6 separate regions of the Mus musculus genome follow, and all the other regions are linked to region 5. A link is a contact called in public HiCAR-type, HiChIP or PLAC-seq, Micro-C and promoter capture Hi-C data. All regions are on one chromosome and are shown on one strand. The core of a region is the stretch at or near the end of the contact, and the rest is flanking DNA. Distances in the headings are between cores, read along the strand shown. Region 1 has its middle 47 kb from the start of Gm46170. Region 2 overlaps Rcsd1 (RCSD domain containing 1). Region 3 overlaps Cd247 (CD247 antigen). Region 4 overlaps Mpzl1 (myelin protein zero-like 1). Region 5 holds the start of Tada1 (transcriptional adaptor 1). Region 6 holds the start of Fam78b (family with sequence similarity 78, member B).

Evidence for each region. Promoter capture Hi-C pulls out the DNA fragments that hold promoters and counts their contacts. A called contact is a pair of places that touch in the nucleus more often than the background predicts. HiCAR-type assays count read pairs that join an accessible place to other places. HiChIP or PLAC-seq counts read pairs in DNA pulled down with a chosen protein or histone mark.
Region 1: an H3K4me3 HiChIP or PLAC-seq map of bone marrow-derived macrophages shows a contact between it and region 5, with 6 times the contacts expected there. The contact joins the enhancer-like site here to the promoter of Tada1 in region 5. A contact is called at or near these places in 12 of 39 promoter capture datasets (3T3-L1-derived adipocytes, the C10 cell line, cranial neural crest and 7 more), 1 of 15 datasets of contacts at CTCF or cohesin (large pre-B cells), 1 of 484 Hi-C or Micro-C datasets (bone marrow-derived macrophages), 6 of 115 datasets of contacts at active chromatin or transcription factors (the 230-238 cell line, bone marrow-derived macrophages, embryonic forebrain and 3 more) and 1 of 9 other capture datasets (liver).
Region 2: a promoter capture Hi-C map of the HPC-7 cell line shows a contact between it and region 5, with 2.3 times the contacts expected there. The contact joins the enhancer-like site here to the promoter of Tada1 in region 5. A contact is called at or near these places in 6 of 39 promoter capture datasets (the C10 cell line, the HPC-7 cell line, embryonic stem cells and 3 more) and 1 of 115 datasets of contacts at active chromatin or transcription factors (bone marrow-derived macrophages).
Region 3: a HiCAR-type map of astrocytes shows a contact between it and region 5, with 2.8 times the contacts expected there. The contact joins the enhancer-like site here to the promoter of Tada1 in region 5. A contact is called at or near these places in 11 of 39 promoter capture datasets (the C10 cell line, cranial neural crest, embryonic stem cells and 5 more), 14 of 115 datasets of contacts at active chromatin or transcription factors (the 230-238 cell line, acute myeloid leukemia, astrocytes and 8 more) and 1 of 9 other capture datasets (pancreatic islet).
Region 4: a contact with region 5 is called in a promoter capture Hi-C map of liver, with 2.7 times the contacts expected there. The contact joins the enhancer-like site here to the promoter of Tada1 in region 5. A contact is called at or near these places in 5 of 39 promoter capture datasets (cranial neural crest, hippocampal neurons, liver and 1 more) and 2 of 115 datasets of contacts at active chromatin or transcription factors (astrocytes and embryonic forebrain).
Region 6: a contact with region 5 is called in a Micro-C map of embryonic stem cells, with 4 times the contacts expected there. The contact joins the promoter of Fam78b here to the promoter of Tada1 in region 5. A contact is called at or near these places in 6 of 39 promoter capture datasets (the C10 cell line, cranial neural crest, embryonic stem cells and 3 more), 2 of 484 Hi-C or Micro-C datasets (both in embryonic stem cells), 2 of 115 datasets of contacts at active chromatin or transcription factors (embryonic forebrain and forebrain) and 1 of 9 other capture datasets (adipose tissue).

What each region holds. Positions count from the first base shown.
Region 1 is chr1:167,217,702-167,222,502 of GRCm38.p6, forward strand. No RefSeq gene overlaps it. Among named protein-coding and RNA genes, the nearest start is that of Gm46170, 47 kb to the right of the region's middle. Within about 2 kb of position 3,065, at least 28 of the 459 cell types and tissues checked have an H3K27ac peak or open chromatin away from gene starts, as enhancers often do. A contact at or near this core is called in bone marrow-derived macrophages, where this site is marked.
Region 2 is chr1:165,679,425-165,684,360 of GRCm38.p6, forward strand. All of the region lies in intron 1 of Rcsd1 (RCSD domain containing 1), which reads right to left. Among named protein-coding and RNA genes, the nearest start is that of Rcsd1, 26 kb to the right of the region's middle. Within about 2 kb of position 1,902, at least 102 of the 459 cell types and tissues checked have an H3K27ac peak or open chromatin away from gene starts, as enhancers often do. A contact at or near this core is called in the HPC-7 cell line, bone marrow-derived macrophages and liver, where this site is marked.
Region 3 is chr1:165,811,320-165,815,831 of GRCm38.p6, forward strand. All of the region lies in intron 1 of Cd247 (CD247 antigen), which reads left to right. Among named protein-coding and RNA genes, the nearest start is that of Gm23402, 3.8 kb to the left of the region's middle. Within about 2 kb of position 2,997, at least 53 of the 459 cell types and tissues checked have an H3K27ac peak or open chromatin away from gene starts, as enhancers often do. A contact at or near this core is called in astrocytes, double positive thymocytes, embryonic forebrain and 1 more, where this site is marked.
Region 4 is chr1:165,614,631-165,619,548 of GRCm38.p6, forward strand. All of the region lies in intron 1 of Mpzl1 (myelin protein zero-like 1), which reads right to left. Among named protein-coding and RNA genes, the nearest start is that of Mpzl1, 17 kb to the right of the region's middle. Within about 2 kb of position 3,636, at least 112 of the 459 cell types and tissues checked have an H3K27ac peak or open chromatin away from gene starts, as enhancers often do. A contact at or near this core is called in astrocytes and liver, where this site is marked.
Region 5 is chr1:166,376,705-166,381,546 of GRCm38.p6, forward strand. It overlaps Tada1 (transcriptional adaptor 1), which reads left to right and starts at 2,463. Exons shown (of 8, transcript NM_030245.3): 1 at 2,463-2,772. The coding sequence starts at 2,699.
Region 6 is chr1:166,998,220-167,003,383 of GRCm38.p6, forward strand. Fam78b (family with sequence similarity 78, member B) reads left to right here and starts at 3,198. Exons shown (of 3, transcript NM_175461.4): 1 at 3,198-3,609. The coding sequence starts at 3,347. Gm16701 (predicted gene, 16701) reads right to left here and starts at 1,511. Exons shown (of 3, transcript NR_037988.1): 1 at 1,334-1,511.

The sequences.
Region 1 (4,801 bases), core at 1,815-4,314, 840 kb after region 5:
GCCACTCCCTGGTCCAAGGATATACAAACCATCACAGAGGGTTTTCTGGGTTTTGCTTATCTCTGTGCGGTTCTGATTTTATTCAGAGAAGAAATGGCATCACCTCAGAAGACCACATTTCCTAGTCTCCCTACAAGGTAGTTGCAGACTGAGTTCTGAGGGCCAAGAAAACGTGAACAGAGGGCTCATTCTGAAAAGTCTTCCCCAAACAGGACTTCCCTACAGCCCCACTCTGAATGGAATGAAGTCTATTTGGACCATAAAGTGGTTTTGAAAATGAAAACCAAGTGCATCAGATGGAAGCCTTAGAGTCTGAGTCTCTGGTAACACCATCGTTATTAGCACTGGACTTCAACGCTGACGTTAACACAGTGGTTCTCAACCTGTGGGTCCCAACCCCCTCTGGGGATTGATTGATCCTTTCACAGGGGTTGTATATCATCATATCCTGCATATTAAATATTTACATTACAATTCATAGCAGTGGCAAAGTTACAGTTATGAAGTAGCAGAGAAAATAATTTTATGGTTAGGGGGTCACCACAACATCAGGAACTGTATTAAAGGGTCGCAGCTTGAGGAAGGTTGAAAAACTGCTGACTTAGGATTAAAACAGGCTGCTTTCCTCAAGTCACACGTCCTTGGTACTTTGTTTTCCTACTGCATGCAGCTCAACCCAACGAACCCTCACTGACATACACCTCCAGTGGTGTTTGTTACCATTGGTGCCTCACTGCGAAGACATTAGGTCTGATGACAATGTGACAAACTGACCTGAAGTAGTCCTCATGACACTTGCTGGTTCATAGGCATAGCCTGTCACCCAGCCGATACTGGCTTGGCTTGAGTCCCTCCTCTGTCTGTTTGACTCAACTGTGAGGGTCAGTGCCAATAATCATCAACCTGACTGACTCTAACTTCACCTGGGAGAAGCAGACCTCTGGGCATGCCTGTGGGGGATTAGCTTGATCATGTTAACTGAAATGGGGAGCCACTGTCCACTGTGGGTGGCGCCATTCCCTGGCTTAGGTACTGGATTGTCTAAGTAGAGAAAGAAGCTGAGCAGTTACCTGCATCTGTTGCCCTCACCTTCCTGGTTGTGGATGCCCCTACAACCTTGCCTTCCCCACAGTGGACTTTGCCCTTTGACAGTGAGCTGAGGTAAAACCTTTGTTTCCTTTAGGTTTCTTTTGCCAGGGTATTCTTATCACAGCAACGGGGGAAGAAAACAAGCAATACTTTGGTCTGAGCTAAACTCAATCAATTTTTAGTACCACCAAGGCTAGCTGCATAGTGAACTGAACTGAGCAGCACACTCACTCATTATCCTTTCATTGTTCCTAAATCACATTGTGTCTGTCACCTTATGTGACCTACTAAGCCACTAAATTGATAAAGATGGAGGCCATACTCTCAGTTCTCAGAGAACTAGGGAGGCTGGTACCCTGCCAGCAGTCTACACAGTCCCAAAACCGATGGGAGGTTATGGCCAAAAGCAGGTTCCAGTCATGTAAGGCACCATGGGACTTTCTCTAGTTAGTACCTTGTTCCAATGGAACTCTGGTGGGCCATGTTGGATGCTCAGTGATGCAGACACACTCCCTGCTCTCCAGGAACTGTTGTGCAAAACAGAGCTGGTGTGGGGTGGCATCTATGGAGACAAGTGGCATCTCCCCACGGTCTGCTTTTAACTGAAAGAATGAAAGGACTCCAGTGGCTCCTTCTCTCTTCCCTTAATTGCAGTGAATTTTACCTTTCCAGTCCCCATCTGCAATGCTTGGGACATGTCTGGGAGAGGCAGCATTACAAGTGCTAGGAACACCAGGGTGTGAGGGTCCCTATGGGTAAAAATGCACAAGGTAGGTCCTGGGGTTCCAACCCTCCCTGTAGAGCTGATCCACCTCACCCCAACAACCTGTTATCACTGATCCTCTTCCAGGTCTACAGGCTCAGAGTTCTCAGGGTAGATCCCAGTGATGCTTTTAAAATAATAATAACCACACACATGTGCACACATGCACATAGACAGCTGATGATAGCAGCCTGTAAAAACTACTGTAGTAGAAACAGCTGTAGCCTTGGGGCTGGGGAGGTGGCCATACAAGCATGAGGGCCTGAATGCAGTCCCAGAATCCTCTGGATCCTACAGCACACATCCATTTCGTGGGCAGGGACATGCCACCTTACAGAACCTGTGGTCTCTAGCCACATGAGAGAAACCCCTCTAAAATAAATAAATAAATGGTATAGGATGACGTGATGATACACACCTAATAAATAAATAAATAAATGGTATAGGATGACGTGATGATACACACCTTTAACCCCAGCACCCAAGAAGGCAGGAGGCAGGTCTCTGTGAGTTAGAGACCAGCCTGGTCTACATAGTGGGATATTATCAATAATAATAATAATAGAAGAAGAAGAAGAAGAAGAAGAAGAAGAAGAAGAAGAAGAAGAAGAAGAAGAAGAAGAAGAAGAGGAGGAGGAGGAGGAGGAGGAGGAGGAGGAGGAGGAAGAGGAAGAGGGGAAGAGGAAGAAGAAGAAGAAGAAGAAGAAGAAGAAGAAGAAGAAGAAGAAGAAGAAGAAGAAGAAGAAGAAGAGGAGGAGGAGGAGGAGGAGGAGAGGAAGAAGAGGAAGAAGAGAAAGAAGAAGAAGAGGAGAAGAAGAAAGGAAGAAGAAGAAGAGGAGGAGGAGGAGGAGGAGGAAGAGGAAGAAGAGAGTGATTGAGGAAGACACTTGACAACTTCTAGCCTACACACACACATATACACTCACACCTACACACCCATCCACACACACATCCACACTCCCTCCCCCCATCCCAATCCACTCACAATTGTTGCCATGGAGAAATTAAGGGAGTTAGTTTCTATGTGCTCTAGTGGAGGCTTAAATATTTTTTTAAAGTCATATTAGTAGTTAATACTTTTAATAGCACCTGAGTATACATCTCTTAAATATCAATAGCCAGTCAAATGGCTGTCCAGGAACTGAAGCCACCCACTCCTGCTGCCGTCTGAATCCCCACCACTAGATGGCAGACACACACCAGACTTCCTGTCATTTAGGTTAGACCTTTGCAGCAGCTGAATTCAGTTTTCCAGTGATCCCGGAGAACCAGCACATTTCTTAGCATCCTTCACAGGTTTGGTTTGCTTTTTGGAGGGGTGTTTGTCTGTCTGTCTGTCTGTCTGTCTGTCTGTCTGTTTAAGTATGAGTGAACACATAACAAACACAGGAAAAATCTAGTGTGATTTTACAATGGAGGCCGTTTACTTCAGAGGAAGCAGATGGCACTGGGAGGGCTCCTCTGAAATGCACACGTGTGATGAGCATCCCGTCCAGGCAGGGGAGCTGTCACCAGGTGCTGGCTTGCCCCAGCCAGGACAGTCAGAACTCAACACACAAGTCCTTGGAGCCACTGAATCCAAACAGTACAAGTCAGGGCCCAGGGTAGATGTGGTGTTTACATAGAGGGTAGTTTTATGTTCCTAAGATGTATATACCAGGGCTTAGTCCTGTCTCTAATGGGTTCCCATGTTATTTTAGCTCATGGTTTATTGAAATATGTATGTAAGTATACACGCAAGACTAGGGTAACAGCTAGCTCATAGTTTCGGTTTTGCAATGTTGGGGATTGAGCCTGGACCTCTTGCTTATGCTAGGCAGGTGCTTTGGTACCAAGAAACATCCCCAGTCGAGAAAATGACCTCTTAAATTGTTCTCTTTGTGGTGGCGAAGGGGCGATTGGGAGGGATTTTTCTGAGATAGGGTCTTTGTATGTGACCCAAGATGACTTCAAATTTGTCATCTTGCCTCAGCTTAATATTGGGGTCACAGGTATGTGCCATTAACTTAAACTTTAGATCCGCCTTAAAGCACCTAAACACCCCCAGCATATCGTGAAGGAATCCACCTACCCTAGTCTCTTGAAGCCTACAATGCCATGTTCCAAGACCCTCTCTCTACTCCTTGTATTGAAGCCATTGTCTGCAAGCCAGCCCATTGATGGCTTCATTAAAGCAATGTTAATCTGGAGCTAAAACTGGGAGACTCACAACTACCTGTGACTTCAATTCCATGGCATCTGATGCCCTCTTTTGGCCTGAGGATACCATGCAAACAAGCGGTACCGATATACCATGAAGGCAAAACAGCCATACACATAGAAAGAATTAAGAGCAGCATCACTGCCCTGCCTCACCAGCAAAACCACCCTAGGGAAAGAGGGGACACTGCTGAGGCTCCTATCCAGAGGCCTGCCTAGTTCCAGGGTTAGCAAAAAGCAAGCATCTGGAAAGACAGGATGAGAAGTAGAGATGAAGGGAAGCTAAGACATGGGAACTGTCAGGAACGACAAAGAGCAAAAGCCAGTTGTGTGAAAGGCCCTGGATGTAGGTCTTTTAAAAACAGGAATAAGCTGGATGTGATTGTGTGTGCCTTTAATCCCAGCACTTGGGAGGCTGAGGCAGGTGGATCTCTCTGAGTTCAGAGGCCATTCTGGTCAACATGGCACAGGGCTATATAGCAAGACTCTTACCTCAAAGAACCAATCAATCAATCAATAAATAATCAAGCAAGAATAGAAAGGCTGGAGCGATGCCTCAGTAGTTCAGAGCACTTACTGCTCTTTCAGAGGATCCAGGTTTGGGTCCCAGCACCCACATGGTGCCTCACTCCAACACTTTGTGCGTTGCATGCACATATATAGTACACATACATACATACATGCACATGTATGTTTTAAAAGTACACACATATACCTTCATTCACATCATAGTGAGTTGTCATTAATGTA
Region 2 (4,936 bases), core at 652-3,151, 700 kb before region 5:
GACGAATTCGACGCCCTCTTCTGGACTCTGGGGGTACTGCATGCACAGGGTGCACAGATAAACAAGCAAAACACTCATACACATAGGAAAAAAAATAAATCATTTTTAAAAAGAAATCGAATGAGGGGGTGTGTGCAGACTATCTGTCAGCCTGAGTGTTCTATAAATGCAAAGGTGTTTGGAAGCTATCCCGAAAAGGTGCAAGCTGCACAGGATGTTAAGGGGAGACTCTTGACCTGGATCCTACCACCCAAGGAGAGACTGCAAAAACCAAGGCAGGGGAGCAGACGTCACAGTGCTGCCCTCTAGAGAGAGCGCTGGACGTCCAGGGAAGGGTGAGGACCTGACTGAGACTACTGGAAAGGACTTTGTAATACTGGGCATGTTTGGAGCAGGGTCATAGAGAGTTCAGGGACATTCCATATCTAGTTCACCACAGCAAATGGAAAAGTATAGAGGAGATCTGGGAAATGGAGACTTCCTGTTAAGGAGCACATGGAGGACTTACAGAGGAGGGAAAGGAGAACAGCAGCTAAAACACAGAATTATTCCACACTGGTATCTGCTATGGGATCTGGTCAGAGAATGGGCTTGAAGCCTAAGGGAAGCTGCACCACAGAACTCACTCAGCAGGGCCTGAGGGGAGCTGCACCACAGAACTCACTCAGCAGGGCCTGAGGGGAGCTTCACCACAGGACTCAGCAGGGCCTGAGGGGAGCTGCACCACAGGACTCAGCAGGGCCTGAGGGGAGCTGCACCACAGGACTCACTCAGCAGGGCCTGAGGGGAGCTGCACCACAGAACTCACTCAGCAGGGCCTGAGGGGAGCTTCACCACAGGGCTCAGCAGGGCCTGAGGGGAACTGCACCACAGGACTCACTCAGCAAGGCCTGAGGGGAGCTGCACCACAAAACTCACTCAGCAAGGCCTGAGGAGAGCTGCACCACAGGACTCACTCAGCAAGGCCTGAGGAGAGCTGCACCACAGGACTCAGCAGGGCCTGAGGGGAGCTGCACCACAGGACTCACTCAGCAAGGCCTGAGGGGAGCTGCACCACAGGGCTCAGCAAGTTTTGCTAAATTCCCACACTTGGCTCTGGGGTTTCTAAGATTTCAAAGGCAAACAGATAACTCAGCTGCAAGGAGGGATGTAGCATCAGAGTGCAGGACACATGCGCGCCAACCTGACATGCTTCCCCTTTTAAATGGAGCTGGAGATCCTAGACACTATTAAAAAACAAAAACAAAACAAAAAACCCCCAACAAAACACAAAAACAATTTAAAGAAGCAGAAGCTTCCTATAGCTATTAACACTTTTTAAAGCTGATTTTGGTGTGTGGCTTATGTACACTTTTGCATGCATTGTGTACACATATGTGTGCAGGTATGGACTCATGGCATGTCCACATGCGGCGGCCAGCAGGCAGCGTTTGGGTCCTCCTCCATCACTCTTCTTCTTTTCTGAGACAAGTTTCTTTAGTCAACATGGAATTCACTGGTTCAGCTACACTGGCCATCCAGGAAGCTCCCGGGATCTCCTGCTTCTGCCTCCCCAGGGCTGGGCTTAGGCACACACCACCATACCCAGCTTCTGTGTGGGGCTCTGAGGGCTTGAACTCAAGTCCCTAAGTGTGCAGAGCCAAGCTTACAAACTGAGCCTTCTCTCCAGTCTCTGAAAACTTGCATGGTAAAAATGCTATACACAAAGGGAAGGAAAAGAACTCCTAACAAGACAGAAAGGGGGCGACATCTGCCATAGAAAGCAAGCTGGCATGACAAGGACATGGTGTGTGTGTGTACACAAATATGCAAGAGTAACAAGCCAGTCTACTTAAAGACATGCCCAGGCTCACTCATTGTAAGGACATGTGAACTACGGAAGCACCAGATTGCTGTGCCTTTCACACGGGCAGGAAGGAGAAGCTGGAGGAGCCAGAGGCCATGGGGGAGCCCTCATATACTGCTGGAGGAAATACGAGTTGTTTCAGTGCTTTGAGAAAGCAATTTGGAAGCATATATTAAACTCTATTATACAAATCTTCCCGGCTTGGCCTCATGTTCTATCTACCTCACAGATTGTAGAAGGCCCGGTGTGTATGGGCACAAAGGCCACCGTGGCAGCACTGTGTACACCAGTAAAGGCATGACGACACAGAGAATGCCCGTAAAAAAAAAAGGAAATGGTTTGCAGTGTATCCACATAACAGGCGATTACAAAACCATGAAAAGGACTGAAAGAGAACGCTCTGAACTTCCACAAAATGTTATAACACACATATAGAAGCAGACACAGAGAAGCCAACAGGCTGCAAAACCTGTGCGTCTGTACATGTGTGTGCAAACACATGCAACTGGATAGCTACGTGAACATAGGTATTCTGCAGAAAGACGTACATGAGGTTTCTAGGGACTGAAGCTGATTTGAGGGGAAAACAAAAATATCGTTGGGAAAACCTAGGGTGTCGGGAGAATCCCAGTCACGTGAAAAGGTATGAGACTGGGCACACGTGTGCTGGCATACAGAACAAGACAGCAACTCAGAGCTGATCGTAAAGCTGTCCATCACACATTTTTAAGGGAAAGAAAGGTAGTCGCTGAGATATATTAAAATACAAAATAGTGTGTGTGTGTGTGTGTGTGTGTGTGTGTGTGTGAAATTGATGAAGTGAGATTTCCAAGCTCTGTCCTCTGAGGAAGGTGTGGCTGGGGAGCAAACCCTGGAAACCACCCAAGGGAGGGAGTTGCCAGGGATGTCAACTCCGAGTCCCAGGTGTCTACAGAATGGGCATGCGTGCCCAGAGGGGAAGAGGAGAGGAGGCGGAGTTACTAATAACTGCACGAAGAGATTTCGGTACTAAATGTAAGTATGTGTGCCCTGGAGGTGGTTTTAGGAAAACTGGAACTGAAGCCAGCTTGCAGTAGCGGCAGACACGTTTTAAATGCTGCCTCTTCCTCCTCTCCGATCAGTCTGAAGCCCAAACAGCCACTCAACCCCACCATCCCCTCAGAAGAGACAGATTTCCAGAATTAGGAGCATAGGTGATTTCCTTTCGTCCCCACGCCTCTGATTTCCTAAGAGCCTTGAATAACCCAGTTTAAACTCATATTCCCGGCAATAAACAAGACTACATCCTCCTCAGAGGCCATGGAGTCATCGGCCTGGGGAAGGAGAAAGAAGACGGGAGCCAATATAGTCGGAGCACTTCCTGTGTCTATGTCACTGACATCAGCTCTTAGCCCTCGCTGCATCCTAGGAGCTACAGGATACCACAGTGTCAGTTACCGCGAGTCAGTTCCTCAGCTACTTGCTGGCTCAGTGGCACTGGCTTCAAAACTTGTTGAGTCTGACTCAACATGCAAGATCTTACTCTTCAAGGTCTATGTCTGCTCGATATGTTGGTGTTATGGACAGAAGATGCTAATCTGATTCCACAGCTTAACCCTGAGAGCAAAGTCCCACTTCTGTATAGATGGAAAATGTATCTCCAGAATACGTGAGCTTCATGCTGAGCCTGGGGTGGTGACCTTCGCAGGCTGAGTCCATGACATGCCCCAGGGTCAGAGGCCTTGGGGTGTTCAGAGACCAAGCAAATGACATAAAAGAAGGATGGGTGGGTAAGCCACGCCCATCTAAACGAATATGGCGGCTGATGTTCACCTATGCCTCCACATGAACGATTTGATCTGACTTTCAATAGAAGATTATAACATGTAATGAAGGTGGGAAACTTGCATTTGGCCAAGCCCGGTGTCCATTTGCCAGCACTAACTCATGGGAAGAATTCTGTCATCATGCAACAACCATTTCCCTCACCAATTCCATGTGACAGTCTTTGGCTTAATATATTAATTTATTTTTAATCTTTACAAGCTTGTATACTTTTCTTAAAATTCATTGATACAAAAGGTATTATTTCTTCTTCCTTGAATTCCAAGTAGAATTATACTATAAAACTCCAGCTAAGATGAAAGGCCTGGGCTCAAACTCTCCTCCTGTCCCTTAACAACTATTAGACCTCTTACCCTTCGGAACCTTAGTTCCCTAATCAACAAAACGAATCACTGTCTACACCGAGAAACTCCTGACCTCCTGCAACTCCAGCTTTGCACAATCCAATGGCCTGTCTAGCCTCTGAGGACATCTGCACTCATACGAACATACCTACACACAGACACATATGTGCACATAGTTAAAAGTAAAAATAAATCATAAAAAAGAGTCATTTGGCTAGGTGTACTGGGGCATGCCTTTAATCTGAGCCCTCAGGAGGCAGAGGCAGGCAGATCTCTGTGAGTTTGAGGCCAGCCTGATCTACATGGTAAGACTCTGCCATCCCCACAAAAAGGAAAGAAAAGGAGTCACCTCAGCTGTGCGAGTTGGTGTATTCCTTCAGTTCCAGCACTTGGCTAGAGGCAGGTGGGTCTCTGAGTTCTGAGTTCAAGGCCAGCCTGATCTACAGAGTAAGTTCCAGAACAGCCCGGGCTACACAGAGAAACTGTCTCAGCCAACAACAAACCAACAAGACCCACCTCCTAGAATGGCTTTAAAAGAAGCCACATAATAAAAATATTCCAGGAACATTCTTTCTATCCAGTCTAAAAGGTAGCCATGAGGTGTCATAAATCCACGTAGGCTATAAACAAATAAACTGAGGAAGGTATTATTTTAATAAGTGTCTCTTCGCTTTATAACAGGATTTCCTGTAACAGGCCTCTCTGGTACACAGAGGACCTGGTGTTTTCCACAAACGTTTTAGGTTTGGGCAACTTTTTGTTTTTAAATGAAGAAGTGTTGTGTGTTTTCAATGTCAGAGGAAAAGGCTTTTCACCTGTGGTGATGGGGGAGCTGTCTTGCAGGTGAGAAGCCAAGAACAGCTCTACCTGGTTGCCTAGCAGCCACATCCCTCCACCCAGCCCCCAGTCCCCAAGGACTCCA
Region 3 (4,512 bases), core at 1,747-4,246, 560 kb before region 5:
CCTGAGGGTGTCATCTGCATCTGATGGGGGTGAGAGGACAGTGAATGCCTTCCGGGGCCACCCATTCTTGATAAGGAAGCCTAACAGAACTGCGTCTGTGGAGAAGAGTGCAGAACAGGAAACATCTGGAATTATGAGTTCTGTTTGTGGTGGGTGTGGGTGCATCATTTGCCGCACCTGACATTGCTAAAGCCTTGGTGTCATAGGAGCTTTGGATAGAGATGGTCAGTAAGAGCCTTCTGGGGAAAAAAAAAAAAAAAGACAGGAATTAAATATGGAGCTCTACGTTAATGCTGTCAGAACCAAATGCTGGTAGTTCTCTTCTCAGCCTGTCAGTCACCACCTGCCCACCTCTCAGCTATGCTTGGAAACCCAACCTCCTGGCATGGTCGAGCATCGTTTCTGTCATCAGAGGATAAGGGTGAATGAAGGAAGTTATGGGAAGGGAATGAGTGGTGGAAGAAGGAATTATTGCTAAATCCAACCCAACCCAACTCAACCCAACAAAGTAACTTAGTAATGAACCTGGTTCTAGTTCTGAAGCTAGACTCTCAAGGTTCTAATCTCAGGTCTCCTGCTTGCAAATGTGTAAACCTAGACAAGCTATTCTATGCTGAGCCTCTGCACCCACCTGTAAAACAGGCACAGTCCCATAGTCCCACAGGCTAAACGCTAGCTCTGGCCTCATGTGAGGAGCAAGGAAGGCTCTAGGCTGAAGAGCAGCTGATAATGTAGACTGTGCCTATGAAACAGACAGGGGACAGATGGAGAGAGCCAGGAGCTGGGAGAGAATGGAGATCTGAGGGAATGAGGCTGTGTGGGGATGGAGAACACCAGGAGATACTTTCTACCTGCTAGGAAGAAGAATTGCATTCACTCCAAAAAGGTACTCTGGTCCCCTCACACCCCTGCCTGTTTCCCTCTCCGCAGTAGGCTCTGCAGCACCCTTGCACACTCTGGGACCCAGTCCTCCAGATTTGCCATCACCTGGTGTCCTTGGACAAAGCAGGCACGGGGTTCTGCCTCCCTCCCCCAAATACCCACCGAGGGATCCCTGTGAGCTGGGTCTCAGTGGCTTCCCATCGCCTGTCAGGGACCAACTGCCAGCTAGGGAAGAAGACTGAGGGAAGGGGTCACTCAGCTGGGTTAGCTCTGGCTGAGGAGAAGCTGCAAGCTCACCTGTTTTCTTTCTTCTTTCTTCTCCACCCCTTCATGAACACACAAGCTTCTGAAGTGTGCTAGCTGCCACCGACCTTCATCTCTGAGAGCTGTAGAAAACACTGGACCTGCAGAGGTTATTAGCAGACAGCGGGAGAATGACAGAGACTTGAGGGTTCCTAGTAAGCTTGGTACTGCAAGGGTTAGGCCCTGTACCTGAATCCTGATCCATCTCTTCTGCTTCTCTGGGCCCCTCCACAAGTGAACCTTGAGTGGCTTAGTATGATGACATATTAGGATATTTGGTGCCCAAGACAATGACATGGACTTCTAATATTTTCCCCTCAGATTTAAAAGTTTGTGGTAAAACACACACAACATAAAATTTACCACATTAGCCATTTTGGGTGTACAGTTCAGTGGTATTAAGTACAGTCGTTTGGTTGAGCAACTGTCTCTAAGCCTCTTTTCATCTTGTAAAACTGAAACCATACATCCACCAACCTCCAGTGCCCGCCAACTGCCCCACCCCCAACTCCCATTCTATGTTCTGTCTCTATGATTTTTTGACTTCCCTATGTATCTTGTATGAACAGAATCATACAGTATTTGAATGCTTGAATGTTTTCTTCTTATTTTAGCATATTATCCGTGGGGCCCTATCTTGCTTTAGTAGGTGTCAGAATCTTCTTTTAAAGACTGAATAATGTCCCAGGTGTATTTACAGATCCCGTCTGGCTTGGTCACACACCAAGTGATGGACACCTAGGTTGCTTCTACTTGGTATTGTGAGGAAAGTGTTCTGAGTGTGGGCAGACAGGGGTCTGCTTTCCAGTCTCTTCAGATGTGTACTCGGAAGTAGGATTGGGAGGTCATGTAGTAGTTGAACTTGTGCAAGAACTGGCAAGCTATCCTCCACAGCGACTATACCAGTTTACATCCCTACCAGGAGCATCTGGCACAGCAGTTTCTCTATATCCTTGCCAACACTTGCTTCTGATTTCCCATCCTAGCTGCTCTCGCTGGGGTGAAGCGATCTGAACTTTTGAACAGAAAGAAACAGGCAAAGTAAAGGTTTCCCCTTCAGTGCCAGCAGCACTCAGGAGGCAGTCGCAGTCTCGGGGGGGGGGGGGAGTTTCATGAGTTCAAGGCCATCTGGTCTATATAGTGAATTGTAAACCAACCACGACTGCACGGTGAGGGTCTGTCAAAAGGAACGAAGGGACGAAGGACCTAAACCTGGCATACCATTTTAACAAACTAATCATATTAACACATACAAAAATATAGTAACTGCGTATGCATGGCCCTTCAGAGACAATGCAAAAGGAGGGAAGGGAGAAGATGTGTAGAGAACAAGATAAGAAAAATTAGAAGTTAAGGTGGGTAAGAAAAATTAAGGTGGCGCAGAACGGTGACAGGCTCTGAGGACAGCTTTGCGACAGCAGTTGGGGGCAGCCCAACTCTGAGTGCTGGACCCTGTTTGCCTACATTTGCCTGGGGAAACTGACTGCTTCCAGGGCAGGAGGGTCCTCAAGAGAAACAAGCCACAGATCCTATTTGGGGTCAGAAGATCAAAATGGGGGAGGGGTGATTGGCCCCTAAAACAGGTTTGCCTCAGGGAGCAGAAAGCAGGCTTCCTTGGTTTCTTGGTTGGCCTGGCTGCCCCTTGTCCCTCTGCAGAGCTAGCCTCTGTAGAGGCCAAACTGGGTGGCATTCAATCTTGGGTTTCATGCATTTTTTAAACCTGCTGTTGAAGGAGCAACTGCATCAGGCAGCCCTTTTATGTCAGGGAAACCGCCTGTGAGAACGGGGGAGGTGATGGGGGCGCTGAGCTCCAAGGGGCTGCCCTGGGCCTTTGTTTCAGGAGGCCGCACAAGGCGGCTGGGCTTTTCCTTTGAAAACCCCTGGCCAGGAGCTCAAGAGCCTCTTTTCTGCACACCAGCTACATCACATTTTACAAACCTCAAGGAAGGGGACCCAGACCTGGTTCTGTAGTAGTCTGGTTTGTGTGCCTCGAGTCTCCGACACCCTCATTTTCTTGGTAAGCACAGAATGTAGGGAATAGCAGTGTTTTCTCTTACATCCCTGCAAAGATTTCCCTGGAATTTCACCACCAGCTGGATGAATAGAAAGAAAAGGGAAGCAGGCAGACTAAATAGACGGGGCATCTCAATGGCATGTCACCGCCTCACAAAGCCGGCAGGAAATCCTTAATTAACCCTGCTTCCAGACACAAAGCCCCCATAACATTTCATCCCATTTGAATAAATATTTTTAAAGAAAGGAATGTGAAAGCACTTTTATTCGTGGTCTTGGAGCGCTAATTTAGCACCACGTGTATTTTCAACTGTCCCACAAAAGCGCAGAGGATAAGGGAGTTCTTCCAAAAGCCCTCCTCCCCTCGGTTTCATTTCTAGTCCATGGTGACACATCCCTCTTGGGAAAATCCTGGCCCAGATTTTATTAGTCTTTTGTCAGCTGTCGGGAGTTAAAACTTCACAAATCCAGTCTACGCCTCAGCCCTGCCTTGCAAGCTGCCTGCCTCCCCATGAGATGTGGGCTAATGGTTGGGAAGAGTCACCCTCATCGATCCTGGACACAGCAATCAGCCCTTCCTTCCCCCCAACCCAGAAACCTACCCTGTGCTCAGTAGCCCCTGGCTTCCCCGAGCTGCTCCTGAGGCACTGAAAGCAGGTGTGCACACGCAGAGGTGTTTGGTCTCCTCTAGCACAGGTCTGTGGGGTCTTTTTTCCAAAAGGTTTCAAAATCACCATTATGTCGATTGACAGTGTTTCTGACCAGCTTTAGTTGAGCTTCCGGCTCTCCTCCTTGGTCCATGTGTGCTTAATAAAACCCTGAGACTCTTGCTAAGTCAATCCAGCAAGAAGCTCACACTTGACACCTGGTCACACTCAATATCTCAGAATCCAATGAGCCCCGTCTTCCACTGTCCCTCAGGGGTGCCTCATTTTGTCTTCAGCTGGGATCCTGTGACGTCAGCTTAGCCAGAATCTCTCTCTCACTCCTGATATATCTTTCTTAGTAATTTTCCATCCACTGACCCCTCCTGCCTGACGTCGGACTATACCTGCCCACCTGCCCTTACTGTGGTCAAGCTGAGCCCCACTGCTCTTTCCCACTGAGGAGCCCACCAAAGTGGTCCTTTATCTGTCTAAATGGCCTGGGTAAAGTCACTCTTATTGTTCCTCAACAAGGGTCTCTGAGTAATTTCTCTTTAACGCATCCTGGCAATCATTATTAATTGTTTTTACTAAGTATGATGATAATCTCTGATAGCTATATTCTGAGGTCCATTTTATAAAGTGATCTCATTATGATGTCATTTGCACC
Region 4 (4,918 bases), core at 2,386-4,885, 760 kb before region 5:
AGCCTGAAATTATGTGTAAGAAATGGGTAGAACTGGAAAACACATGAAGTGAGGTAACCCAAGCTCAGAAAGTCAAACCACAGATTGTTTCTTATATGCAGATCCTCCTATCTTTTGATATTTTTTTAAAGTTCATTTAAGTTAAGTGTATACAGAACCATGGAGACTTAAAAGGGCTTGTGAGGGGAAAAAGAGATTCTTTAATTTGGGAGGGGAAGGAGTCGGACAGATATGCTATAAAAACAGAAGTGGGGGAGGAGAGAGATGGGAGAGGAGAGGATGGTGGGGAAGGTCAACCAAAAATAATGCTGTATTTTAAAAATGTGGAAATCTGATACTTCTCAAGAAAATGCGGAAATAAAAGTTGAAGCTAGATAGCTCAGAGTCAAAGTGCTTGTTGCACAAGCCTGATAACCTAGTTCCATACCCAGAGTACCAAGTTGGCTTGGCCATGTAAGGAACAGTATAACTTGGTTTCCTGCCCCTGGAACAGGCCAGCAGTGTGTGGGCCTCCACGGGTGTCAGTGGTGGCTGTGGGCATATGGCTTGTTTGTATAATGGTGTACATATTTTCATGTTCCTCCTTCAAGGAAGGTCCTCTCTGCCAAGCTTGATGACTCCATGATAATCAGAGACAGCATGAGTCCAGGAGGCGAGGGTGTGTCTATGTCTCAGCTAAATGGTAGAACACTGTGACCTTCAGGATAGCCCTCAAGGCTGTGGGAAAGAACAACGAATCCATGAGTTCAAAAATATATAATTTCTCAACTATGCAACATATAAGGATGCAATACAAATTATATAATGAGCTTCACAGACCTAAAGGCAACTGAACTCTGAGCTAGCTTGTCAGATACTAAGGAAGGAAAGAAATAGATTTAGGGAGTGGTGATCACACGGCAAGGTCCCATCCAGCAAAGTTTTTTTGTTTATACTTACAAAGGCCGGTAGATTCCTGAGATCAAGATCAGCCTGGGACAGAGGGAATTTAGGTCCAGGCCCAGGCATGGTAGGAATGATAATTTCAGAGTTGGGTCTCACCCAGCTATCTTATTGTCTGTGCTTGTGCTTGCTGACTCTGTCTAAGAATCAAAGGGCTGGAGTCACAGGATGCTGATTCATCGGAACCTGGGGAATGACTGAATTGATACATAAATTAAAAACTGGGCTTTTGATCTGAGCTATCGTAAGAGTTTTTAGAATAGCAAGAGAAAGCTGTCTCGAGCAGAGTAGAACACAGCGAGCAATCTGGAAAGCTGTCTCTAGCGGAACACAAGTCGTCAGCTTAGAACTGTTTCGCGGCTCCCAGACACCCTTTCTCTTAGGAACCCCAAGCCAAGCTGAGGCTGGTCCTTGGCACAAAGCCCATAACAGACAGAGAGGACAGATCCCTGACAGTTGTCCTCTGACCTCCGCATGCAGGCCACAGCATACACAGTATCTCACTCCAACTTCCATGCTGTGTGCATGCACACACACATAACTGAAATGGAAGTTAACAACATAAGAGTAAAAACAAAGTTGAGGGAAGCTGCAATGTGTTAGTTAGTTCACTGTGAACTTGGCACCTATTACAGTCATCTAAGAAGGGACCTCAGGTGAGGCAATGCCTTCGTCAAGTTGGCCGATAGGCAAGCCTGTGGGACATTTTATTGATTAATGATCAATGTGGGAGGGACCAACCCACTGTAGGCAGATGGTCCTGGAAGGCAAAAGAGAGGTAGCTGAGTGGGAGCCTGGAAAGCAAGGCAGTGGTGATCAGACTTCCTCTACGGCTTCTGCGTCCGTTCTTGCTTTGAGCCCCTAATCAGGCTTCCCTTCATGGTGAACTGTTTTGGTCATAGTATTTATTATAGCAAAAGGAAAAAAGATGGAGGAGGAGGAGGAAGAGAAGGAAGAGTCGGAAGAAGAGGAGGAGGAGGAAGAGGAAAGAAGGAAAGAAAGAAAACTAAGCCACAATGTATTAACTCTGAGCCTTAAAACACTTTAAAATGACTTTTCCTGTTGACATCAGGGGAAAGATTATGGCCTACATATAAAACAAAAATTTAATGAATAAAAAGACAAAATGCTTATCAAGTGTTTCCAAACTCCATGAACTTACGTCCAAGGCTTACATAAACAAACGTCTGTGTAAACCCTGACACAGTAACAGCATCGGCACATTTCCCCCTTTGTTTAACAAGCAGCAGAAAACTTTGCTGAGTTATGCTGGGGCTCAAAGGTCAAGAAAACAAATAAACAACCCAGAAAGAACTCTTCAGTTACTGAGCCCTAGAGACTAGGGCTTCTAAAACGCACTGCCTTGCCAATTTATCTTTGAGCAGTGACTTTGCCGTTTATAAAGAGCATGGAGACTGCCTCAGATGGAAAGACACCTAGAGAATCCCTGACCGGCAAACACAACGCAGCAAGGTCATTTCTACAAGAAGCAAACAATACCCACACTTGATGTGCTTATGGTTTAGATGGAAAGCCAGGACATTTTAGTAAAGATCAAAAGGAAAATACAGAGTATGAAAACAACAAAGAAATGAAGCTTTGTTTCTTGGGTCTGGCAGCTGCTCAGGCAGACTCTGACCCGGCCATCTATCTAGCTGAGTCCCCAGCACGAGTGCCACACCACCCAGCCTGAAGAAAGCAAATTGAGACCCGGTTAGACAAACATGGCTCGTCCAGGAGGTCATTTCCTGACATGGCCTGTTCCAATACTCTGAATTACGAACGTAACAGGAAGTGAGTGAGGCGGCCCAGTGACCTTATTACTCCAAATAAACTCAAACTTGTAAAACCACTGGAAATATACTGGATAGCATAGTTGTGAGTAAACAAAACACCCCCACAGCCCAGGCAGACAACGATCCTGAAACAGCTTTTGGTTGAGACCATCCTCGTTCTGTTACTGTTACAAAGGATCCTGTTAAGGTTTTCCCTGTCATTGAAAGAAGGCGGTTGCTTTAATCCGCAGCCTCCCACCCCCACCCCCAGCCCCACCCCCACCCCGGCAAGCACTTTGAAGTTGCCAGTATGGCCTCTCATGAAAGCGTATAAATCCATCTATTTAGGAACTGCTCTCTGGCCTATGCTTCATTGATTTTGTTGGAACATGGTGATGGGCTAATACTATCTGCTAAGACAAGCCCTCATGTGACCTTTTAAAAGAAAAAAACAAAACACTAAACACAAGGTCATTCAGGAGGAGTTTACCGCTGGGCCACCACGGTGGAAGGGACAGGTGCCTGGGCTCTTACTCTCTATTTACCCCATGAGCTGTGTTCTTTCTCTGCCTCCCCCCCCCCCCCCCAAACATTTTATGTTTCAGGATAAAAACTGAGGGAGAGCCACGTGGTGGTGGAATGCTTTAATCTCAGCACTCCAGAGACTAATGCATGTGGATCTCTGAGTTCGAGGCCAGCCTGGTCTACAGCGTGGTTTCCAGGATACCCAGAGCTACACGGAGAAACCCTGTCTCAAAAACCAAACAACAAACAAAGTGAGGGAAAGACATTAGTAAGAAGGGGAAAAACATCTTTTTTCAGTCCCAGAATGTTCCAGGCAAAACATTCAGTAGTACCCACTGTGCCTGAACAATCTGACTGGCTAAGCAGAGCTTGGTCACGTGTGTCAGCAGCGACTGCGCAGGTGCAGAGCTGCTTGGCAGCGGTTGGTGGCCAGAGGCCACTGAGAGCTCAAATGGGCTCCTTTCTTCCATGCGTCAGGGTTGCTATTTTGGAACCCTCTTAGCTGAATGACACAAAGTCAGGGACGGCTACAGAAATATACTCCATTCAGTGAGCCTGAAATCCTCATCAAGTGAACTTTCCACTCGCCGGGAACACACTCCTTCCTCTGCACGCTGTCTGAGCCTCTGCTTCAGGCTTCAATCTCAAAATGACTTCCTTCCCCCACACTTGGTGATCCCATGACATCCTGTCCTTCCCTGGGCACTTCTCCCATTGTGCTCTGTGGAAAGGACAGCTGTCTATAGCCATCAGAGGGCAGAGGACGGGTTCTATGTTCACTATTACACTCTTGACCTGACAGTCGCGTGGTCCCTTCTCAATGTGTTCAGGTGTTGTTTGATGCTGGGGGTGGGGGTGGGGGGCACAAAATGAGAGAACTAAGGAAAGAAAGAACAAAATATACAACGTTCTGAGTGCTTCACAATAAAGGTTTCAAGATTTGAGTTGGAGAGATGGCTCAGCGTAGCACTTAAGAACCGTGGCTGCTCTTGCAGAGGACCTAAGTTCAATTCCCAGCAACCACATGGTGGCTCACAACCATCTATAACAGGATCCGATGCCCTTTTCTAATATGTCAGCTACAGCATACTCATATAATAAACAAACAAACAAGTCTTTAAAAAAGAAAACCAAAATCATTTTTTTTTTAATTCAAGATTTGCAGGGGTGGTGGCGCACACCTTTAACTCCAGCACCCAGGAGGCAGAGGCAGGTGGGTCTCGAAGTTTGAGGCCAGCCTGGTCTACAGAGTGAGTGAGTTCCAGGACAGCCAAGGTTAGAGAGAGAAATACTGTCTTGAAAAGCCAAACAAACAAAAAAATCCAAGTTTTAAAACACCATCATGGTGGGGCGGGGGTGGAGGGTGTCTATAGAGATTACTCGGGACAATATCTGTTGGCTGGAACTGTCTTGAAGGCAGCATCTACAGGTCTCCTCCAAAGGGAATTTATCTATCGGAATCTCAATGTAAGGGAAACATCCATGTACTTGTGGGAACAGGCAGGATTCTCCAGTCTCAGGGCCAATCCCTACCATTCACACCCATGTCCAGCTGGCCACGTCCCTAGCCTTAACTTTTTTTCTGGACCAACAAAGATTTTTCTGTTGCTGAAATGAGAAATATTCACAAGGTCCTAAATCAGGCCAGTCACTGCACTGACTATAAGTCACTTGAC
Region 5 (4,842 bases), core at 1,213-3,712:
CCTCACAGACATCTGCATCAGATGAATAAAAGTTATTTTTACAGTGTGGCCTGGCCTACACAATAGTCCCAGTAGTTAGGATGTGGCCTAGCCTAAGAGTCTGTTGACAGATGAACAACCTATGTGTGTGTGTGTGTGTGTGTGTGTGTGTGTGTGTGTGTATATATATATATATATGTCATATATAAGTCATTCATATATATGAATACAAAGTGTGACAACACAGTTCAGTTGCATCTTGAGGACATACTATGTGAAATAAAGACACAACATTAAAAAAAGTATGCCACAATTTCATTCATAGGAGGAATTTAAAGTAATCAAATTCATAGAGTGAAAGGTTAGTAGGGGCTGGGAGAAGGAGAAATGGGAAGTAACTAAGTAGACTCTAGAGATCTTCTTATACATTGTTGTACACACAGTGATACACAGTTACAAAATCTGTTACAGGTAGATCTCTTGTTGTGTTCTTCCAAAAAATATGCTAAAGCAAAAACAATGCTGTTTAAGATGCTGAAAACTGAGAAATAAACAGAGACAAAGCTTTTATAAATATGCAAGTAAAATAGTTATATGAAATCAGGTGGTGAAAGGGCTCGGTGGTAATGGTGCTCCTCACCGAGCCTGATCACGAGCTCACTTGCTGGAACACACGTGGCAGAAGGGCAGACCTGAGTCCTTTGTTCTTTGACCTCACACGTGGGCTGTGACCCTTGAGTCCCTACACACATACGCATGTAAATAAATAAATGAATGAATAAATAATAGTAAATTAAAAGCTGCTATGAAAAATAAACCAGTGGGTATCTTCCTTTTTTGTTGTGTTGGCCTATGGAAATAAATTGCAGAAAGTGGGCAATATTTAAGAGTAATATTATCCGCCCCCAGTCACCCACCCTACTGGAAGGGACTGGGTATCAGGTGTGCAGCAGAGGCCGTTAAATGCACGTGATGAAAAGTGAGCAGCCTGACCACTTCTGCAAGCACCCGGAAGGCTGCTGGGTTTAAACTGGGGCTTCCTTTTGAATATAGGGAGGATTATTTTAAAAACTGGGAGGCGCTTGACCACAGGGACGAGACATTCATAACGATTCCTGCCACCCGATCCCATGATTCTCTTACAGGATTCTGTCCTAAAGTAATAATTACAAATGAGGAGAATCTGCATAAAGATGCTTGTTAAAATATTTCTTTTAATACAGGAGAAAACCCCAGTTTAATAGACAGGAAAGAAGTCATTGTATGCATCTTATCTGTGCAGTATTTAACAGGGCCCGCTGCTCACAACCACCTGTAAATTCACTCACAACGACATCTACCTAAAAACAAAATCTTTAAAAAATTATGCTGTCATTAAAAGTATGAACATTAGCCGGGCAGTGGTGGCACATGCCTTTAATCCCAGCACTTGGGAGGCAGAGACAGGTGGATTTCTGAGTTCAAGGCCAGCCTGTTCTACAAAGTGAGTTCCAGGACAGCCAGGGCTATACAGAGAAACCCTGTCTCAAAAAACAAACAAACAAACATGAACATTAAGGCAAAATAATAGCCTGGTGTCAGATAGCCAGGGCTACAAAGAGAGACCCTATTTCAAGAACAAACAAGCTGGGCATGGTGACCCATGCCTTTAGTCCCAGCCAGCACTAGAGGCAGTTGGATCTATGTGAGTTAAGAGGCCACTCTGTCAAAACGAGAGAGAGAGAGAGAGAGAGAGAGAGAGAGAGAGAGAGAGAGAGAGAGAGAGAGACTTTAAAAGTAGGCTTTAAAAAGTTTTAAGCTGAACACAGCTATGGCTTCCTAGTGTAGTATATATGTGCATATTCGAGTGTGAATTTGGAATTTGAGAGAGGACAAGCTAGCTTGTGGGTCCTTCCACTTGACCTTGACTTGAAACGAGGTTCTTTGCGTCTTTTCCTCTGTGGGTCAGGCTAACTAGCTGCTGAGACTCCTCCTGTTACCTCCCCTAGGACCTTTGGTAGTCCTGCTTGGGAATTATTTTTATTTGATCTGTCAATAGTGAATGTTCAGAACTTGAGTAACATAAATCCTGCCTTCAGGCAGCTCTCGTTTTAGTTGCAGGAGGCAGAAAACGAGATCGACCAACTAAATGTCACAATAGGTGGTGAGCACTTGGCAAAAAAATGAGGACAAGAGGATAAATTAGATATTGCATGCACTCGGGGACCTGAGCTCTTCCTTCTGGGAAGAGCTGACCTGCAGTCAGGGCGGGGCCTGGCCGGAGGGCGGGCGGGGCGGTCAAGTTCGCGCCCCGGGGGCCGCCGCGGGCGGGCAGGCGGGCGTAGGTTGGGCACGCGCCCACCAGGGGAAGCGGGTCACGTGAGCCAAGAGGCGGGAGTTGGCGAAGGGAGTTTGGCTGGGTGCTTTCCCAACTGCGAGACGGCGGGGCCAAGAACCAAACCCACGCAACGTCTCCCTAGCGGATGGGGGCGGGGCCGCCGAGCAGAGCCGAGCCGAGCCGAGCCGAGCGGAGCCGAGCCGAGCCGAGCGGAGCCGAGCCGAGCCGAGCCGAGCCGAACCGAGCCGAGCCGAGCCGAACCGAGCCGAGCCGAGCCGAGTGGAATCGAGTCGAGTCGAGCCTCCAGCGTCCGGCGCGCAGGCCTTCCGCCGCGTTGATCTTTCGGTTGCTGGTGGCCGTGGGCCGCGCGGTCTACGGTCGGGCTGAAAGACGCGCGCTGCAATGGCGACCTTTGTGAGCGAGCTGGAGGCAGCCAAGAAGAACTTGAGCGAGGCGCTGGGGGACAACGTGAAACAGTAAGAGCCGCGGGGACCAGCCTCCGGGCCTGTCCGTGGGTGTGCCCCAAGCTCGGGGCTGCCGTAGTCCCTGGACTCTCTTCACCTCCCGGAGGCCGTAGGCGTCTCGCGGCCGCCACGGCTCCCGTGCGGGCTCCGCCGGGACTCGAGGCGCTGGAGGACTTTCTCCTGGGCGTCCCGACACCGGTGATACCCGCGTGGGGGCGGGAGCAGCGCCCTAGGCGCCCCGGAGTCGGTAGAGCGGGGGGCGCGCCGGGGCGGGGTGGGGGGGCCCGGAGGGCTTCCCGGAGGCGGAGGCCCGCGTTGCTCAGGGGCCAGCTAGAAGAGCTGTGAAAGCGGGTTCGGAAGGCACAGAGACCCCAAGTGAAGTCGGTCGGTCACCCACCTTACAACCACAGCATCCAAGGGGGCGGCTGCCTAGCCGGCCGTAGGACGCCTTTCCCAGTGTTCCACACGGGCCAGCCAATCCTCAGACCTGAGATCGGCACAGTTCGTACTCGAGAGACAGAGATTACTTATTCCCCCAAAGTCACTGCCCAAGGATGGGACTGAGGCTTCTGGTTCCCGCCGTGTGATGCTTTTCAGGGGTTACTTGGAAAGTCCTCCCGTTCCCCACACCGCCGGGCTGTCAGCAGGGACTGGGGCAGAGTGACAGCTCTATAAGCAGTAGCCTGCGGCAGCCGGAGGAGGAGCCTCGATCTTTTGGGGGAACTTCAATTCTGGCAAACCCGTATTTCCTGGCACTGAAGTTGAAATGATTGACAAGAGCAGCCCGTGAAGCAGAGGTGGTGTTAATAGAAAGGCCGTCAGAAAAGCTTAGGTGCAAGCTCCTCGTCGGAACCCCTCTTTAAAAGGCTTTAAATAAATAAATAAATAAATAAATAATAAGTATTATTATTTGTAGATTTTTAAGCACCGGAATTAAAAAGAGATGCCCAGGGAAATAAGACATACCCAGATGTGGACTTCTCAATGGAGAGTCACAAGTTGTGCGTTTTGGCAGCTGTCTTGTTACACCCAAGAATTTTGTACAAGTTTCTTTTTCTTTTTTCTCTTTTTGCTGATGAGGTGGACAAGCTTATAAAGTCTGGTAGAGTAAAACCAGGCGACATTAAAGTTGCACAAGGGGTTTCTCTGTCCAGATGACCAGACAACTGCGGTTTTACAGCCTGGAAGCGAGAAGGAGGGAGGCCTTAGACAGAGATTGTTAGTTGTGTTGGAATTTTCGATGTTAGCTGGTAAGAGGCTGCAAGCTGAGTGGGGTGAGGGACTCTTTTGCGTTTTTTACGTTTGTGATGTTTTCAGTTTGATAGTCCTGCCTCAAGACTGTCACACCAAGCGCCATGGGTGAAGGACCACCTGAGATGCAAGGAGGAAATTAAATTAAATTTAAATAGGTAAAAATGGCAGCCTTTGGCTTCGTTAGAATGGTTGTGTACTTTTATAATACTGTTTGGTGAGGCTTACGGTTAAAAAGCCTATTGGGAGACTTGTCTCTTTTTCCACGCTCACAGGGTTTTGGAAGTGAATGGTTTCACACGGAGCTAAATCTGCAGGCTATGACTTGTGAAGGCCATGACTCTAACTCTGGCCAGAGTAACTGTGCCTTCCTTCCAGACTCACTTAGCAAACTCAGGCATGACAGAAACCTTTGCAGTCTTTGATCCATTTGTAATGGCCAGAGCTGACTGTGATGTTGCACAAATATGGGTGCTGATTCCAAATTTTATGTATCTGTCATGTGAAATTCACAAGTCTTTGTGTCAGGGACACAGTTAATGATGGGATTGTAATGCATTTCTGTTTCCGGTCTTCATTTTTAAAACCTGCCATCTTGGTTAAGCTTGCTTGTCTCTGGCCATTTCCTCTTAAGCAGTTTGCTTTTCGTTGTTCATCATGACCATTTAAATGGGATCCTGGGAGGTAGGTAAAACAAGGGTATACAGAGTGCATGGTGTGAATTGTTTACCATATGTCCAGCGGTCCAGATGTTAAAACCACAGGCTTTCAGTTACTCATATCCAGGAATACTTCCTTTCTGGCGAGTGATTAGAAAGGCAGCATTTCTGC
Region 6 (5,164 bases), core at 1,948-4,447, 620 kb after region 5:
ATGGTGACACTCATGATTCCGGAGATTCACCAAGGTCGTGGGTAAAGTCATCAAGAGAGTCACTGATCAAAGGCTGTAGATAATATATTTTATTGCCACTCTACTAGGTACATCAAATCTTTTACATTTTGAAAATAAAACATATTCTCCCTTACACATTTTTCCTACATTTTGGAGGCAGCTAACATATTCTCTCCATGTATGGCCTCTTGGCTTGTACTACCAGAAGACAATGGAGTTTTTAGCCACACAACTGCAGACTGACCAATTATTCAAATGAGAAAGATAACCTAATTCTCCAGCTGAATGTTTTTCTCTCTGTCTATCCCTTAGAAGATAATAACCACTGAAACCCAAACTCTGGCTTCCTCCCCCAAACCGTCTCTTGAGCATCGCCAACTGAACACGATTTGACTCCCAACCTCAACAATTTCCTACTTTTGTCTTCATCTGACCACATGCATTTGACCACCAAAGCTGGAAAACTCAATATTTGGCCCCGACCTTCCTCTAACACTAATCAATCACTGAGTGAATCAAATTTACCTCCTAATGACTCTCAGACGCAGCCAGGCCTCCGGAGCCCCATAACTCTACCCTAACTCAAGGCCAAATCATCTGTCAATCATGGACCCTGAAACCTTGCCTATTTCTAGTCTCCACATTGGTAGAGAACCATTTCCCACCCCCTCAAACTGAAACTTGCGTTCACTGACTTCCCCTGAAGATCAACAACGAGTTTGGGGACAGAGATTTGAAGTCCGTTGACCACTAGCGGCTGTTTTCCCCTGACTGCGCCCAAGCTCGTTCACCTCTCTACGCATTTTGCTTTTTCACAAACTCATCTCTGTCTCATCCTCGGATGTTTCTCTTCTGGGCCAGTCTCAATCAGTCCTCAGGATCTAATTCAAATGTCACTGTCTCGGTAGAGCCATCTATAAATCTCAGTGGCTCTCCTGTCTGGCCTCCCCTGGCACTGGCTATCCGTTTCTATTACAGCAGCAGCACAGTTGACTGTAACAACTTGTTAATAGATTTATCTTCTCGAGCGGATCATGAACGTTGGTCCAACCCCGAGTCGCTAGTACCTAGGGACAATACTTGGCTCCTGCCATGCCACCAGGAAGTGTTTGCTGAATAAAGGGACCAGTGATGGAGGCTTGCAGCTACATCATAAAGTGAGCCATGTCATCAAAGAAGGAGATTGCTTTTTGTGTGTGTGTGAACTATAAAGTGAAGCCAGCGTGTCAGAAAAGGTAAGACAAGGATGGAGGCTGCTTTTAGAACTGCTTTCAGAACTTTAGGAATTCATCTGTCCTAACTAAAGACTCACCCAGGCAGTCTTGTGTGGCCTGTTAGAGGAGTTCACACGTGAGTACCAGATCCAGCAAATGCTCAATGATCGTGAGGGGAAAAAAGGTTAAAAGAAGCTGCTGGCTCTGAACTATGAGAGAAGACACGTAATTAAAAAAAATCATCTCTTAAATATTCTTCCTATTTGACACCCGAGATCACAATAACACACACGTGGCAGATACACGGAATGGAATGTGCAGGCCATCTCTGGCGTCAGTTTCCATCGGGAGAGAGCGGAGACCGGCGGCTCTTCCGTCAAGGTTTCACTCTGACACAGCTGGTAAGAAATGACTGTGTGCTGGTCACCACGCACCTTCAGGAGAAGCAAAGACAAGAAAAGATCCCTAAGATCCCCAGCTTTCTACAGGGATTAGGGTTTTCTACAAATTGGCGCCTTGACTTTGTAGAATCAAGTGGTTACTCTTTAATCCTCCTGGGTTCTATAAAGCCCTGAACTTCTGTTTGTATTTAACAGGCCTTAGGTAAGACTGGGAGGGTAGCTAAGCGTTCTAATCTACCTAGATGATTCCACTAAGTACAACTTGTCTAAAGACACAAGACATTCAAAAGGCAGTGTTTCCCAAGGAGCTCCAACAACCCCCCCCCCCAACACACACACACACATACACACTGTGTGTTGTTCTGATAAGAGTATTTTCAGAGATTGTGGAGGGGTGATATGAAAACAGGCCATGAGTAGACTGAGCTGGTGCCTCGACTAACACTGGCATTTGGGGTGATTTTGTGTCAGCCTCCAATGGGATTTCTCAGGTTTCACTCTCAATACTGTGGTGCAAAAAAATAAAATTAAATTAAAAAATAAAGCTTCTACTAGACTAAAGGAAAATGCGGACCAGTGAACGAGGTAGTAAATCTATTTCGTGGCACTGCTGGAGGTCACACCCAACTCTAACAAACTATATCACAACGATACATCTCAGCTGGAGCTGATTCTCCAACATCTCTCCTCCCGCAGCCTCACCGTACCCCACTGTGGTTCCCTCTATACTCTGAACCGCGCCGCGCCCTCCCGGCCCCACCCATCCCAATAAGCAGGGTCCCGCTTCTACACCCCACTATCACCCGCGGGGCGCCACCTACCGGGGTCCCGGCCCCGCCCAACCCCACGTGCCGCGCCCCGCCCGGGAGCTAGCGGCCCTTTAAACACCCCCACCCTTGCACACTACCCCCCCCCCCGGACGGCAGCCGAAGAGGGACAAACTCATGGCGTACAGCCAGTCTCTTCCGCGGAGCTTGTCCCCCGTAGCCCTAGCCCGCTGGGCTCTCCGCCCGGGGCTACGGTCCCCTGGCGCCCCCCACACGCCCCCGCAGCCGGATGCGGGAGTGTGGGCGCTGTCCGGCTCCAGGGCGGGGCGGGAGGGAACACGGACTCCGCCGCCGCCGCCTGCCTCCGCCTGCCGCTCGGGCCGCCCGCTCGCCCGCCGCTGGGTGCGCTGCACGCGGGGGGCAGCCGCGGTGCAGCAGAGGTTCATGCAGCGGCGGCGGCGGCGGCGGCTGCTGCTGCTGCCGCCGCGGAAACAGACAAACCGGGCGCTGCCGCCGCCACCCTCCCGCAGCTCCATGCCGCCGCCGCCGCCTCCTCCTCCTCCTCTCCGGCGAAGGGCGGGGGGCTCCGGCCCGGGGTGGGCACCACTCCTCGCAGCGCCGCTCCCCTCCCTGCCCTCCGCCGGGGCACGGGAGCCGGAGAGAGCGCCCGCCGCCTCCTAGGAGCGCACGCTCCGCGCGCCCTTGCTGGAGCGAGGAGGCGGGCGTGGGCGGGCGTCGGGGCAGCCGCGACCCAGCGCGCGGAAAGGGGAGGGGGCTTCCCCGGAGGATGCCCCGCGGCGGCGGCTCCTCGCTCTTAGGCGCTAGCTGAGCTGGACCGGGAGCGAGCGGCGCGTCGCCATGCCGGCGTGACGGGTGCCCGCGGCTGCCCGCGCCGGGCCCCCGCGCTGCCCCACGCCGCGCCGCGCCGGCGCCGGGCGGCAGGATGGGCTGTATCCAAAGCATCACCTGCAAGGCGCGGATCCGGCGCGAGAACATCGTGGTGTACGATGTGTGCGCCACCATCGACCAGTGCCCCACGCGCATCGAGGAGACCTCGCCCATCGTCCTGCGCTACAAGACCCCTTACTTCAAAGCCTCGGCCCGTGTGGTCATGCCCCCCATCCCCCGCCACGAGACCTGGGTGGTGGGCTGGATCCAGGCATGCAACCAGATGGAGTTCTTCAACACCTACAGCGACCTGGGCATGTAAGCGACCGGCCACGCCACGCGGCGCGGGAGCGGGGTCCTGGCCCCTTTCTCCACTCTCCATTCTGAACCCCCTCCCCAACCCCTCTTACCGTTGCCCCCATCTCTTTCCGAACCTTCCTCCTGCCTCCCCACCCACCTCCCTCCTCCCTGCGCTTTTGTTTCAGTGACAGGGCGGGTGACGGGAGGCTCCTCGCGAAGGCATTTTCTCGTGCTTTGCTTCTGACTTCCTCGGAGAGGCGAGGAGAATAGTGAGGGGCAGGAAGAACGCGACTGGGAGGGTACAAGAGGCAAAGATAGGATGATTGGCGATTGTCGTGGGAGTTTGGGGGCGCAGTCTGTATTTGTGGGTCTCCCTGGGAAGTTTGGGGAGAGGAGTGGAGTCCCGGGGGCGCATGGGCTGTGTCGTGCGTCTTTTGGAGAAAATCAAGCTGGCTTGGAAGAGAAGGTCCAGGGTGTAGGAATGGGAGTTAGAGGTTCTGCCTTTGCTTCCCAGGCCAGCGAGCCTAAGGAGCATCTCTGCCTGGAATCTCCAGCTGGGCAGAAAGCCCCTCTAGCTATGCGCCCTGAGGACCAATTCTGGGGCGGTGGGGAGCTGGAAGGCACCGGATGCTCCCGGGCCAAGAGAAACTGGTGGCCTTGTGCTAGCCTGGTGTAACACGAGGTGTTTCTTAGGCTCAAGGAAAGGATGAGACACTTCATCTGTCTGGGGTCTTTACTTTTCAAAACTTTCCTAATTGCGGCGCTGGAAGGGATTCCCAGGCGCCCACCGCCTATCCAGTCGGCTGGCTGGGAGCTCTCCAACTTCCTTCAGCAGCGCCGGTTAGAGCGCGCTGAGGGTTTGGCAGCTGCGGTGCACCTAGATCGCCAGGGCTCTGCGGCCGCCAGGGGCGGACATCCTGCCCTGGAACCACACTAGCTTTGAGAGGTCGTGTTCTGGACTTTTTTATCTACTAGATTTTCATCTGCCCTCCCGTCCCCTTTCGGAACTAGACTCCGTGTACTTGGCCACTACATTTGGCTAGGAGACTTGGGGCCTGTATTCTACTTACTATTACAATGTCAGTCTAGAACACCCTAATTAGCTTGTAGCCTATAGGGAAACCCCTTTTCTGGAAATTCAACCTCATTTCATTTCTTAATCTAAAACTGTGGCACTCTCAAGGTTTCCTATTTAATATGGATGTGGGATGGGGGAGTTCTCATTTTAAAAGGTCAAAGCATCTTTTCAGCAGCAGTTTTGGGGCTTTTTTTCTTGCACCCCGGGAGCATGTAAGTTAACACTAGTCATAGGTGCTAAGAGGAATTTTGACAGATTGTTTTGTTTCCATTTAACTCCCAGAGTTTGCACTTTGCTTCTTAAGCATAAAAGCTCAGGAGAGAGAGAGAGAGAGAGAGAGAGAGAGAGAGAGAGAGAGAGATGCAAACCCAGCTTTGCAATATGCCTGTGCACACTGTGTTCTTGTCTTTCTGGAAATGAGAGAAATGGGGGACGTATTTTGGGTGAATCATGCCACCTAAAAAGACACACCCCGAAAAAAGTGGTTAGAATTGT